2 separate regions of the Mus musculus genome follow, and region 1 is linked to region 2. Evidence: chromatin contacts called from public HiChIP or PLAC-seq data. All regions are on one chromosome and are shown on one strand. Each heading gives the region's core, a stretch centred on a gene start, on an enhancer-like site or on the middle of the called end of the contact. The rest is flanking DNA. Distances are from core to core; before and after follow the strand shown.

Region 1 (5,932 bases), core at 2,630-5,129, 500 kb after region 2:
CCTGCCTCCGGTCCGTCACACCCAGGACATGACTCATCCCTCCTTCTAACATATCTGTGATGTATGTCAGCAACCTGTTAGTCACTTAAAAATCTGCCTGATTACCGGGTCAACTGTCATACTAACACAGCTTGTATTCCAGTGACTCTTACTTAACTTACAAATGGCCCAAACTATTGTTACTACAGTATACTGTATGAATGTTTCATTTTTATTACTAGTTGTTTATAAATTAAACTTTATCATAGGGTGTGTATATAAGAAAAATGCATACAAAAATTGCTAGAGGCTGGAGAGATGAATCACCAGTTAAGAGCACCTACTGCTCTTGCAGAAGACCTGGGTTCAAGTCCCAGCACCCAGTATTCACAGACATGCATAACTCCCATTGAGAGGATCTGAAGCCCTCTTCTGACTTCCTTAGGCACCAGACACACATGTGGTGCACACAAACACATGCAAGCAAATCATTCATATACATAAATAAATCTTTAAAAAAAAGTTTAAGCCGGGCGTGGTGGAGCACGCCTTTAATCCCAGCACTTGGGAGGCAGAGGCAGGTGGATTTCTGAGTTCGAGGCCAGTCTGGTCTACAGAGTGAGTTCCAGGACAGCCGGGGCTACACAGAGAAACCCTGCCTCGAAAAACCAAAAAAAAAAAAAAAAAAAAAAAAAAAAAAAAAAAAAAAAGTTTAAAGGTTTGCTGTATTAGCTGGCTATGTTAGTGCTTATCCAAGTACTAGGGAGATAGAGGCAAGAGAATCAGGACTTCAAGGTCACCCTCAGCTGCAGTGAGTTTGAGGCCTGCCCAGTCTACAAGAGACCCGGAGACCCTGTCTCAAATCCTTTGATGTTAGCCAGTTTCGGATACTTGCTGGGTGTCTTAGAAGAAACCCTCTCAAGATAACAGGAAAAGCAACACTAGTATTTTAGTATTTTAAGAGAGACGGTCTTACAGAAAATGTGAAAGGTGTTTGTGTGCAAACCTGGCTCCCTGAGTTCTATTCCAGAGCTCCCATAAAGGCAGAAGGAAAGAATTTGCTCTGTAAGGTTTCCTTTAACTTCCACGCTACCCCATCACACACACAGTCTAGGAGTCTAGGATGGCCTGCGACCCTGCTAAGAATGAGAATGCTTTTGAGCACAGGGAGAAAGAAGGCCAGCGATCCCAGCATTCCAGAGACCAAAGCTGGAGGATCATGAATTCAAGGCCTGACTGGGTGACATAGTCATACCTTGTCTTGAGCCCAACAATAGCTAGATTTTGTTTCCAGGACCATAAACATCACCCTAACACTGCATACAATATTTCAAAGAACAGAGAAACTCCTAGAAACCTACATGTGAATTGTGAATCAACAGTTAAGTCCACAGAAATAGCCATGAAAATGCAGAATCTGTATTGAGATGAGCAGAGATGGCTGACAGAGGAAACCCAAACTATCAAAGAGAAGGCTAAACAGGAAGATCTCTGTAGGTGGGAGTGAGAGCAAGGCTGGCAGGCATCTCCCTGCCTTTCCTCTGGGCAGCGGGCAATCGTAAGTGCTGTTAGAACCGACAGTAACATTCCAGAGTTCATTTTTATTTTAAGACAGGTTCTCATGCATTCCAAGCTGACGTCTTCTAACAGAGGATGGTGCTGACCATCTGATCACCTGGCCTCTACTCCAGAGTGCTAGAATTACAGCCTAGTTTATGTGGTGCTGAGGACTGAACTAAAGTGCTTCTGGTTAGGCCACCTGTAAAGGGTGGGACCTGCTCAGAAGGGGCCAGATGGACAGATGGACTGTGTCGCGTCCTCTCCTCTACAATGCTTACCAGATTCCCCCAGAGACAGCTGTGGTGAGGCCGACTGGAGATGCCCTTTAGTGGTAGGCAAAGAGTCCACGGTCCCTGCCTTCTCTTCTATTTATTTAGCTCAAGACACAGTGGATTATGGGTCATCTCTCAAACACATCTTTTCTTTCTTTGACACTATGCCTAGCACATCTGTAAGGTACTCAAAACAAGTTAAGAGTTTTTTTTTTCTTTCCTCTCTAGTTCTATCATAGATCACTGACACTGCTACTTAGCAAAAAAAAAAAAAAAAAAAAAAAAAAAAAAAAAAATCAAATGTAGAGACACCCCTCCCCAGAACAGCTCCTTCCATTTCTGCCATGTATTGATCTATATTTGCTCTCTAAAACACCTAATATAGTAGTGTATGCATATCAAAGTAAGCATAGATTTCTCCTTAAATGGAGTATACTAAAAGTTTTGTGACCTCAGTTTTGTTAATAGACACCCCTTAGGAAATTACAGATTACTATTAATATTACAAATTAATTGGATCACTCACAACTAGAATCGCAAATATTAATACCACCTATATATACAGACCATGGTTCAGGCATTACACTATTCTGTTATCAGACAATACCATAATTCTGTGGGTCCAGGCACACAGAATTATTAATCCTAGGAGATCCTCCTCCAACCCCTGTCTACAAAGCAGTGTGTTTAGACACAAAATGTACTAAGCTGTCTTACAAGCCTAATGGCAGCTGCCACAGGCTCAAACACTGCCTTACACTTTCCTATGAGGCTGGGCAAGAATGTAGAGGGACCTTGGCCCTCTGGGTCCAAAGCCTGGCCTGCCCAGGATGGATCACAGTTTATTCTCCTTATGAGCTCAAAGTACTGGATACCCAGCTGGCATTGAAAAAGGCCTGGTCTCAGAAGTGCCTGCTTGCCCTCGAGCCTAGAAAGGCATTAGGCAGGTGGAAATTGCCCATGATCTGACTGGCGCCTGCAGGCCTGGATCAAGTTCAGATTGCTTCATTCACCTTCATTCAGACCACTGTACCGAGCCAAATCACTCCCTAGCATAGTGAAGTCTGCCTTTGTGGGAGAGCTAACTTCTACATGCTTCCCCCAGAAGTCCTCCTGCACCTGTAAGTCTTCTAACTGCAATGATACACAGCGTGGGCTGCTACCAGTACTACTGGGTCTGAGACCCTCTGAATGATGGCGTACAGTCAAAAAGATGTTTACCACCTATAGCGATGACCTTGAGACCCATTTTCCTTTCTGTGACATAAAAGCATTAGTCCAATCATGTCATTTCAGATCTCATAACCAGTAAAATCAAATCAAACGGTAGTAATGAACTGTTGAGAAAATGAGAAAAAAATACAAACTATGTGTCACTATATAATTTCCTAAGAACACTATTTGGGAGAGAGAACGAGCACTAGGAAAGAGGTAATACCAGAACAAGTGTAGCCATCCCACAGAAGCACCCCCACCCCCACCCCAACACAGGCAGTCTTAGATCCCGAATCCGCTTTTTCACTCTGGACAAGGGTCCAGTCCAGCTGAGCCCCACTTGCCCTGACGTGGGACAGCCTGGGGATGTCCCCTAATGACTGTGAACCCAAGCATCAACTTCCAACGCAAGCAAGTCTAAACGCCAGAAACACACGTCAGGCCTGCTAAGCCGCTCTGCGGCCTCAGCCGAGCCCTAGGACCCCGAGTCCCCTCCCGCAGCTTCCTTGCTGCCCCTCTCCAGAACCCGTTTCTCCGGCCCTGACCGGCCGCTGTCCTGGCTGGTCCTGCCCGCGGCCCTGCCGGGAGACCCTGGCCCGGCTACGACCGCCCAAGGTCGGCGGGGGAGGCCGCGGGTCGTGGACAGGCACCTGGCGGGACAGAGTCAGCCGGGGTCCGGCCGAGGCCAAGGGGGCGCCGGGTGGTGGACACGCACAGTTCCGCCCGCCCCTCGCCCAACAGGCGCCCCCCGCACACCCGGAGCGCCTCACTCACCCCGGCGACGCCATGAGCGCAGCGGCCTGGGCGCTCCCGCCTCCTCCGCTGCTTGCGCGGCTGCCGCCGGGCGCCGGGGAGGGGCCTGTAGGCCGCCCCCGCCCGCTCCGTTAGGGCGTCGGGCGCCGTGGGCTGAGCTCAGTGGAGGGCAGGCGGGCGCCTGGGGCGAGGGAGAGGACGCCCTGGGCCCAGAGCACTACCTACGGCAGCCACCGGCCAGGCCGGCCCGCTGCCCGGAGGCTGGAACTCACCTGCGGAGCCAGACCTGCCCTGGGGCCACTGACAGCTGCCAGACTGCTGGACACCACCCTCTAGTCCCCGCATTCTGATGTTAATTTCTGTAAGAAACGCACTTTCCTCTACCTCTGGGGTGTACAGTGTTGCTGTTCTAAAGGAAAACAACATCTCTCCTGCTACTAGTTCGCAGCGGGGTGGAGTAATGTTGGCCTCTGAGCTGGTTTCCCACTTTTTTTTTAAGTGTGTATATTAAGCCTTATCTTGTATTACATAGAAATAAAAAGTTTAGAACTTGTGCAGTGGGGTTTCCCAGAATCACCTACAAGCTATGAATATTTAGGCATGTAAAATTTTGAGGCTTGGTTCCAGCCCCTGCTAAATTAGTTTCAAAGACAAATTATATCTTTTAAGAGAAAATACCTAATTTAAAGAAACAAACTCTGGACTATGCAGTGCAAACCACTGCTGGTGGCATTTTTGTGTTATCACATTAAGTTGTTTTTTCAATTTATTTTTTTCATACAGTGCATTTTCCTTTCTGTGACATAAAAGCATTAGTCCAATCATGTCATTTCAGAACTCATAACCAGTAAAATCAAATCAAACGGTAGTAATGAACTGTTGAGAAAATGAGAAAAAAAATACAAACTATGTGTCACTATAATTTCCCTTCCCAGCTCCTCCCCACCTTCCTACCTTCAAGTTCTTTTTCTTTATTTTCATTGAGACAGGTTCTCTGTTTAACACTGTCCTGCCAAGAGCTTGCTGTGTAGACCAGGATGGCCTTGAATTCATGGAGTTCCACCTGCCTGCTTTTTCTCCAGAGTGCTGAGATTAAAAGTGTGCACCACCATGCGGGGCAGGGCCCAACATTGAGATAGTATTCTCTTCACCACTAAGAATATTAAACACCGGGCTGGAGAGATGGCTCAGTGGTTGAGAGCACTGAATGCTCTTCCAGAGGTCCTGAGTTCAAATCCCAGCAACCACATGGTGGCGCCCAACCATCGGTAATGAGATCTGACGCCCTCTCCTGGAGTGTCTGAAGACAGCTACAGTGTATTTACAGATAATAAAATAAATAAATCTTAAAAAAAAAGAATATTAAACACCAAAGAGATTATAAAGCACCGAAGAGATAATTGAACAATTTGCCCATCGACCAGAACACCTAGGCTGGAAACTGGGCTCTGCCTACTTACTAGCTACAGTTGCCCAGATAAGACAGGAGCTCTCCAGGGCCACCACTCCTCATTCTCTTCTTCTCTGAGGGCTAAATAAATGAATACTCCTTTAGTACAGGTTCTCTTTCAGTACTTGAATCCAGTCAGTGCTTCTGGACATTCTTGCCCTCTTCAGGAAAACAAAAGCTAACAATTACTTGAGATGTTCAGAAGACATCAGAGAGCTACCCAGGAAAGCTGACAAATGGAAAGTTCGATACAAAGTACAAATCCAGAAGAAAGGGTGAGAAAGGTTGAGGACTGGGCAATCATAAATGGCTGGATTCAAGGCAGTAATGATCGCCACTAGAGAAGGCCAGACTAAAGCAAGTTTAAAAAACCAAAACAAGCAGGGCGGTGGTGGCCTCGCCTTTAATCTCAGCACTTGGGAGGCAGAGGCAGAGGCAGAGGCAGAGGCAGAGGCAGAGGCAGAGGCAGAGGCAGAGGCAGAGGCAGAGGCAGAGGCAGAGGCAGAGGCAGAGGCACAGGCAGGTGGATTTCTGAGTTCAAGGCCAGCCTGGTCTACAAAGTGAGTTCCAGGACAGCCAGGGCTACACAGAGAAACCCTGTCTTGAACACCCCCCCCCCCAAAAAAAAACAAAACAAAACAAAACAAAAACCTAAATTGATGTGCAAAAGGAAGCCTCTTCCGCCAGGCTGTGGTAGTGCAGG
Region 2 (6,502 bases), core at 3,369-5,868:
TTCACCCCTTCCCAAGCCCCCTTTATTTAGACTCAGAATACTGGAAACCTGACACTCCAGTTAGGCAGGAAATGGGCACAAGGACACCCCCTCCCCAGCCCCAGCTTTGCAGCCTGCTCCTGGGCCTGAGCAGACAAGCCCATTGTGTGGCTGAGAGATAAGCCTCCCCAGGACTACAGAGCCTTTCTCTTCTGTGCCCTAAGGCAGGTGCAGGGACAACTCTGCTCTCCTGGGCTCTGCCTCTCCGTCTAATCCAGATACTTTAGGTCTAGCAGGGAGAAGCCGGTTCCCATCACTCGATAGCATGTAGACATCTCAGATGTGACAGATCTGAGAAGTTGTACAAGGCAAACACGGTGTCAGATGTCAGCTGAGAAATCAAAGTGGCAGGGCTTGTACAAAGCCCTTCTTTAAACAGTATGTCACCGTCTTCTTCCTCCCTCTGTTCTGAGTTCAGCTTTGATGTAGTATTGGATAAAACCCCTAGACAACAAGTGTTTATTATCAATGTCAAAGCCATTCTAAAAGCATCCGAATAGCTTAATAAAGAGCAGGCAAGCCTATCCTTACTTCTCTGCAGAACTAGAGCAAAAGGCCTGGGCTCTGAGGTGATATCATCAACAGACTCGCCTTGCTCTCTTTTGAAGTATAAACTGGAAATTCAGGTCTGGTACATTCCATCAAGTTAGAGGGCTATAGCCCAAGGAGTTAAGGGGAAGGTCCTCCCAGCCCTCTGGTACAGCCCTGGAATGCTAAGGGTGCACTCCTTAGAGCCTGTGAGTAGAGTAGACATAGGCACTCATGTAGAAAAGCCAGCAGACAATACCAAAGACCCTACCCCTTTCTCTAAGTGCCCTTCCCAGGCCAGCCATTCTTAGGACTAGAAAGACTAGAGGAGGGTAATGGGGCAGAAATGGAGCAACTGTGCTGAGAAGTGTATGTGCATGTTCATGACCGTGTGCTCATGCATGTGTGCATGCTCATGTATGCACATCCATGTTCTTGTGAGTCCATGTTCTTGTATGTGTGTGTATGTTCATGTATATACTTGTGCATGAGTGTGCATTTAGAGACTAAAGGTCAAACTTGGGTGTCATTCTTTAGGTGCAATTCACCTCTTCTATTTTGAAACAGGTATCTATCACTGGCCTGAAACTTCCCTCGTGGCAGGCCAGGTACCCCAGGAATCTGCCTGTCTCCGCCTCCCCAGTGTGGGGATTGTAAGCACGCAACCACTCAGCGCTTTTATTAATGTGGGAGATGCGGATTAAAGCAGGATCTTTGGGTGAGCACTTCACCGTTTACTTATGTGTATGCAAGTATACGCACGCATGTGTAGGGAGCACGTGCCAGGGCACAGAGAGCTGTAGCGTTGACCCTTCCGTTCTGCCATCCGGGTGCAGGGGATTGAACTCAGGTCATCAGGCTTTGCAGCAAGCACCTCTGCCCACTAAACCATCTCAGCAGCCTACAAATTTGGGGTTTTTTGGGGGGGGGGATTTCGAGACAGGGTTTCTCTGTGTAGCCCTGGCTGTCCTGGAACTCACTCTGTAGACCAGGCTGGCCTCGAACTCAGAAATCCGCCTGCCTCTGCCTCCCGAGTGCTGGGATTAAAGGCGTGCGCCATCACCACCCGGCACAAATTTTTATTTATACAAAATACTAATATGCACAACTTTGAAAATAAATGAAGACTTGGTTAATGAGCATAAGTAAGCCTAGCAATCAACTACAAAGGACAGGGACTAGAGGGATGGCTCAGTGGTCAAGAGTGTGCACTGCTCTTCTGGTGCACCGGGAGTCCAGTTCCCAGAATCCCACTGGGCGGCTCACAGCTACTTGTAACTCCAATTATAAGGAATCTGGTATCTGGGGCACCTGTTATCTGTGGCACCTGCAATTGTATACTGACCCTCCCTACATATACACATAATCTAAAATAATAAAATACATCTTTAAAAAATACAAATGACAGCAAAGTGGAAAGACGTCACACATAATACCAGGCAGGGTTCCAGGAGAGACAGGCAGCAGGAGGACTAACCAACACTACAGAAAGCTTTCACTCAGTTTTGGTTTAGACTTTTGAGGTGGGAATGTATACAGCCCAGTGGGCCTCGAGCTCACATGGAGCCAAGGATGTGTTTGGACTCTTGATCTTGCCATAGCCCTACAAGTGCTGAGATCACAGAATGCACACAGCCATGCCTGACTTGGAACAAACTTTTAGTGCTTTTACAAAAACAAATGAAAAACTACAGCAATGAGGTACAGTCAATCAGTTGACGCAAGTGAGGACAGACCTAAAGAGCTAAAGGGAAGGACAAACCAGCCAACCGCAAGGACTAGTGTGTTTAGCATGGGCGTGTGGGGGCTAGACGGTAAACAGAGTGGTCCACACAGTGCAGAAACAGATGGGGTGGCTCAGCTGAGTCAACAGTGCCAACGGTTAGACGTTTCGTGCACCAACAAACCAGAATCGGAGCATGGAACTGGGAGGAGGGCTCTGGAATAACCCTTCCTTGTCCTAATGGCTCAAGAGGCAGCTGCACACCTGTCCTAAGAATGTGTAAATTCACCGCATTGCTGACCCCTGAGTCATCATGATCTTGGGTGTAAGTAACTTAGAGGTATAAACAAAAGTGCTTGGAATTTTTGCTCTGGCTTCTATATACTTATATTTCTATTTTTATCTTTCTGCCTGCTACACACACACACACATGAACACATGCACGCATATATGTATGTGTGTTCAAATGTGTGTTTATGTATGTGTGAGGATGTGAGGTTGACTTTGGAGGCTTTCTCCATCAATCTCCACATTATTCATTGGGACAGTGTCTCTCACTGAACTCAGGCTAGCCAATATGGCTAGCTAGGCAGCCAGCTCCTGGAATTTCACCTTTGCCTTCTGAGCACTAGCACGGCAGTGGGCTCTCAGGGCAGTCCAGCATTCACCTGGGTTCTTGGGGTGCCAACTGTAAACCACTGGCCATCTCACTGGCCGCCAGTGATTCTCACCTTGTCTTTAATCGGAGAAAACCGAGAACCTGATCAAAGCTGCGGCTCACCTTCCACAGAAAATCCTAACTCTACATCTGAAGACCACAGAGCTAGGTTAGGGCTTTCTGGGGAGCCAAACAGTGGCCACGTCTGTAGTCCAGCGCTTGATATGCTTATGAGGAGAGCTACTCGAATCCAGGAGTTCTGGTACAGCCTAAGGAACATGGGTCCCAGATGGTCTGAATATCAGTAGCAGCAGCTTTGATGCCCATGAAATGCCCACTGGTGGGAGGATCACCTGAAAAAATCCTCCCAAAGAGACAAGAGAGTGACCAGAGAAGGCACTGCTGTGAATGCCAGCATAAAGCAAACTAAGGTGGAGAAAAATGAGAGAGGAAGAGAGAAAAAAAAGACATGAATTCATTTTTATTTACTTTTATTTCTTGTGCGTGCTTCACTGTATGTTTATCTGTGTACCATGTGCAGTGTCTGGAGAGGTCAGAAGAAGGTGTCTGATACCCCAGAACCGGAGTTACAGATGTTCTGAGCTCCCATGTGGGTGCTGGCAACTGAACCTGGGTCCTCTGGAAGAGTGCTAAGTGCTCTTAACTGTTGAGCCATCTCTCTGGCTCGGATTAGTTCATCTTAAAAACTGATATGGCCGGGCAGTGGTGGCGCACGCCTTTATTCTCAGCACTTGGGAGGCAGAGGCAGGTGGATTTCTGAGTTCGAGGCCAGCCTGGTCTACAGAGTGAGTTCCAGGACAGCCAGAGATACACAGAGAACCCTGTCTCAAAAAAAAAAAAAACCAAAAAAACAAAAACAAACAAACAAACAAACACAAACAAACAAACAAACAAACAATGATATGGTTCTCTGAGTTGGCCAACAGGAGGTAAGCAAGCATTCCAGTTGTGCGAAAGGCTGGAAGAGGAGATGAGAGATCATCTTGAAGCGCTATGGCCCCATCTTACCTGCAATAATTGTGCTCGCCCAGTCCTCCTTCCCCGTTGGGGTACTTCAGCGTGTTGTACGGATGCTGGAAAGTCTCGTTCCAGAACAGACATGGCTTCCCACCTTGCAGCGCTGTCCAGCTCTGTGTTCCCCTGTAATCTGCACCGTTGGCTGTGAAGCACTCTGGAAGGAGGAGAACAGCATACTCATTTTCTGGCAACATTTATAGTTTCCTCCCTCTCTGGTGAATGTTTTATTTGTTTTGTTTGGATCAAGCTAGAAATGGATCATGTTTTGCTAGATCTTGGGCGGCCTGCTGGGCTGACTGAATCTGCAAAAAGGTGCCCTGTAACACTGGCACTCTTGGCACCAGCTTGTTGGGGCACTGGGACATTTCCCCTTGAAGTGTGCAGGTCCCAGTGAAGAGATAATCACAGAGCTGGTGTGCTGAAGTCCACGACGTGAGCCAGGAAACCTTCAAATCTAGATAGTTGCTAACAGCCATGCGCGTGGACTTTGGGGGCCCTCCGAGGGGGCCCCTGCGCTCGCCAGCATCTCCCTGCGGTAACTAGAACCAGGGCAGCAGCTGTAACTGAGAGCTCCCCTACAGTCGGAAAGGCTGCGAGGCCACTTGGATTTAATAAGCATCGGACACAGCAACGCTTTGGAATCCCAATCACACAAATCGGGGATGACTCACACTCCCTGGGAATGAGGAACAGTCAGTCCTCCCTGCGCAGTCTGACGTGCAAGAAAACAGGGGCAACGGAGGACGGGGGTGGCACTTTCTCTCACCTCCCCCTGAAGTGCTTTCCTAGAAAATGTGTCAAAATGGTCTCAGGTCCCATTTTATGAAATGACAGTCCTTGCAGGTGCAATCATGTACTTCTAAAATCCACTTCTCAGACTGGGGGTGGGGCTGAGGCTGACAGGCTTCCCACATCTTGTATGCATTAAACTCACAGAGGTTCATGGGAAAGGCGGAGTACAAAGAGCGATTTTTTAAAATTAGCTTAGTTAAAACTGACAGATAGAAGCACTTCAAACACTTCTCTAAGATGTATCACTGGGACCCTGACAGTCTGGGGAGTCACACCAACATGCTCAGCTCTCCCTCTTTCCTTCTCCTAGCTCACAGTGACCTATAACTTCCGGTAATAAGGACGTGGTGTAGTCTCCCGCTGGAAAGTGCATGTGCCTGCTCTAGACTAATAGGCATGTGGACAACAGGAACACAGCTCTATCCTGAAAGCCATCTGACTGCTTAGAGAAACCGTCCACAAAGCGGCTCTCTTCCAGTCACGCCTTCCTCCTACCAGCTGCTCTCTGTGTTTGGTCTGGAATGGCACCGTTTATGGACAGCTCAACTAATCTAGAATTCTAGGAGACAGGAAACCATAGCAACTTACCATGCCTGGTGCAATACTAGTTAGTAAGTGTGAGTCCTCAATTACCAAGAGGATTGTCTACTAGGGGTCTACATTAAGAAAAAGCTCAAAGATAACTGGGCACATCGACTCAGCATAGATTGGCAGATACCAACTAAAGGCTCAGTGTTGGCTTGTTGTTTGATTGCTGCTGACAGGCTCTGCGGCCTTGGTCAAGTCAACATCAGGCACATCAGTTTACAGTGTTCACATGTATGCCAGCCATACTGATTTAGCACACTCCTCTTTACCCAGGAGGCAGCCAGAGCACTCGACCACACCCAGGACTCCAGTGGAAGCACCCTTCCTCTCCTTCACCTCTGTTTTGGACCCACTGACCGCGAGAGAGCAGTTCAGGGCTCCCTTTCCTCTTCTGCTCTACAGCCCCCCCCCCCCCCAGAACTCTAAGGTTTGTCCTATGGGCGTCTGAGAGCCTCTGGGCTGGAAGCCTGGCTCTGCCCCTAGTTACTCATCGCGGTCAAGCCACGCTGGTCTGCTCTTAATCCTGGGAACATACTTTTCCATTTCCTGCCCAAATGTTCTTCCTCTAATATTTCCAGTTGCAAGATAAACATTGCCCCTCAGAATCCCCTTCCCATCTCTGCCCACCCCTGCCCCCTTCATCTGTCCACAGTACTCACTATCATACACACATACATACACAGCCCTAAATCCAGGATGCACACACTGAACACAGGGTCAGCCAACTGCACACACACACTGGCATCTTCCTAGACATCACCCCCTGAATGGTATGAGCTGACAGCTATTCACACATTGTAATAGTTTGGGTGTTCTAAATGGTCTAAGGATGACCAGAGCATATGAAGGATGTTCAATGACACACAAACAAGTATCTGCACCGTGGGTCCTAAGAGGCTAGAGCAAAGGCTGCACGGAGTGGCTGATTCTAAGACTATCACACCAACCTCTGTCAACTGCTACAATTGTAATTGCTATGTTAAGATAGTTTTGCCCTATCTAATCTTATGCACCAAACAAAACATTATATTGCAGAGCTGGGTATGATGGTGTACACTTTTAATCCCAGCACTTCTCAGGCAGTAGCAGATAGAAGAGTTTGAAGCTAGCTGTCAAAGTTGAACTTCTGAGAGTTT

What was found. HiChIP or PLAC-seq counts read pairs in DNA pulled down with a chosen protein or histone mark.
Region 1: an HNF4G HiChIP or PLAC-seq map of pancreatic cancer cells shows a contact between it and region 2. The contact joins the promoter of Urgcp here to the enhancer-like site in region 2. A contact is called at or near these places in 3 of 39 promoter capture datasets (cranial neural crest, hippocampal neurons and liver), 3 of 115 datasets of contacts at active chromatin or transcription factors (the NIH/3T3 cell line, double positive thymocytes and pancreatic cancer cells) and 1 of 9 other capture datasets (liver).

Annotation. Positions count from the first base shown.
Region 1 is chr11:5,737,297-5,743,228 of GRCm38.p6, forward strand. It overlaps Urgcp (upregulator of cell proliferation), which reads right to left and starts at 3,880. Exons shown (of 6, transcript NM_178623.3): 1 at 3,801-3,880. The coding sequence starts at 3,814.
Region 2 is chr11:5,239,798-5,246,299 of GRCm38.p6, forward strand. Kremen1 (kringle containing transmembrane protein 1) reads right to left here. Exons shown (of 9, transcript NM_032396.3): 2 at 3,978-4,140. Among named protein-coding and RNA genes, the nearest start is that of Gm25142, 8.8 kb to the right of the region's middle. Within about 2 kb of position 4,619, at least 163 of the 459 cell types and tissues checked have an H3K27ac peak or open chromatin away from gene starts, as enhancers often do. A contact at or near this core is called in the NIH/3T3 cell line, double positive thymocytes, hippocampal neurons and 1 more, where this site is marked.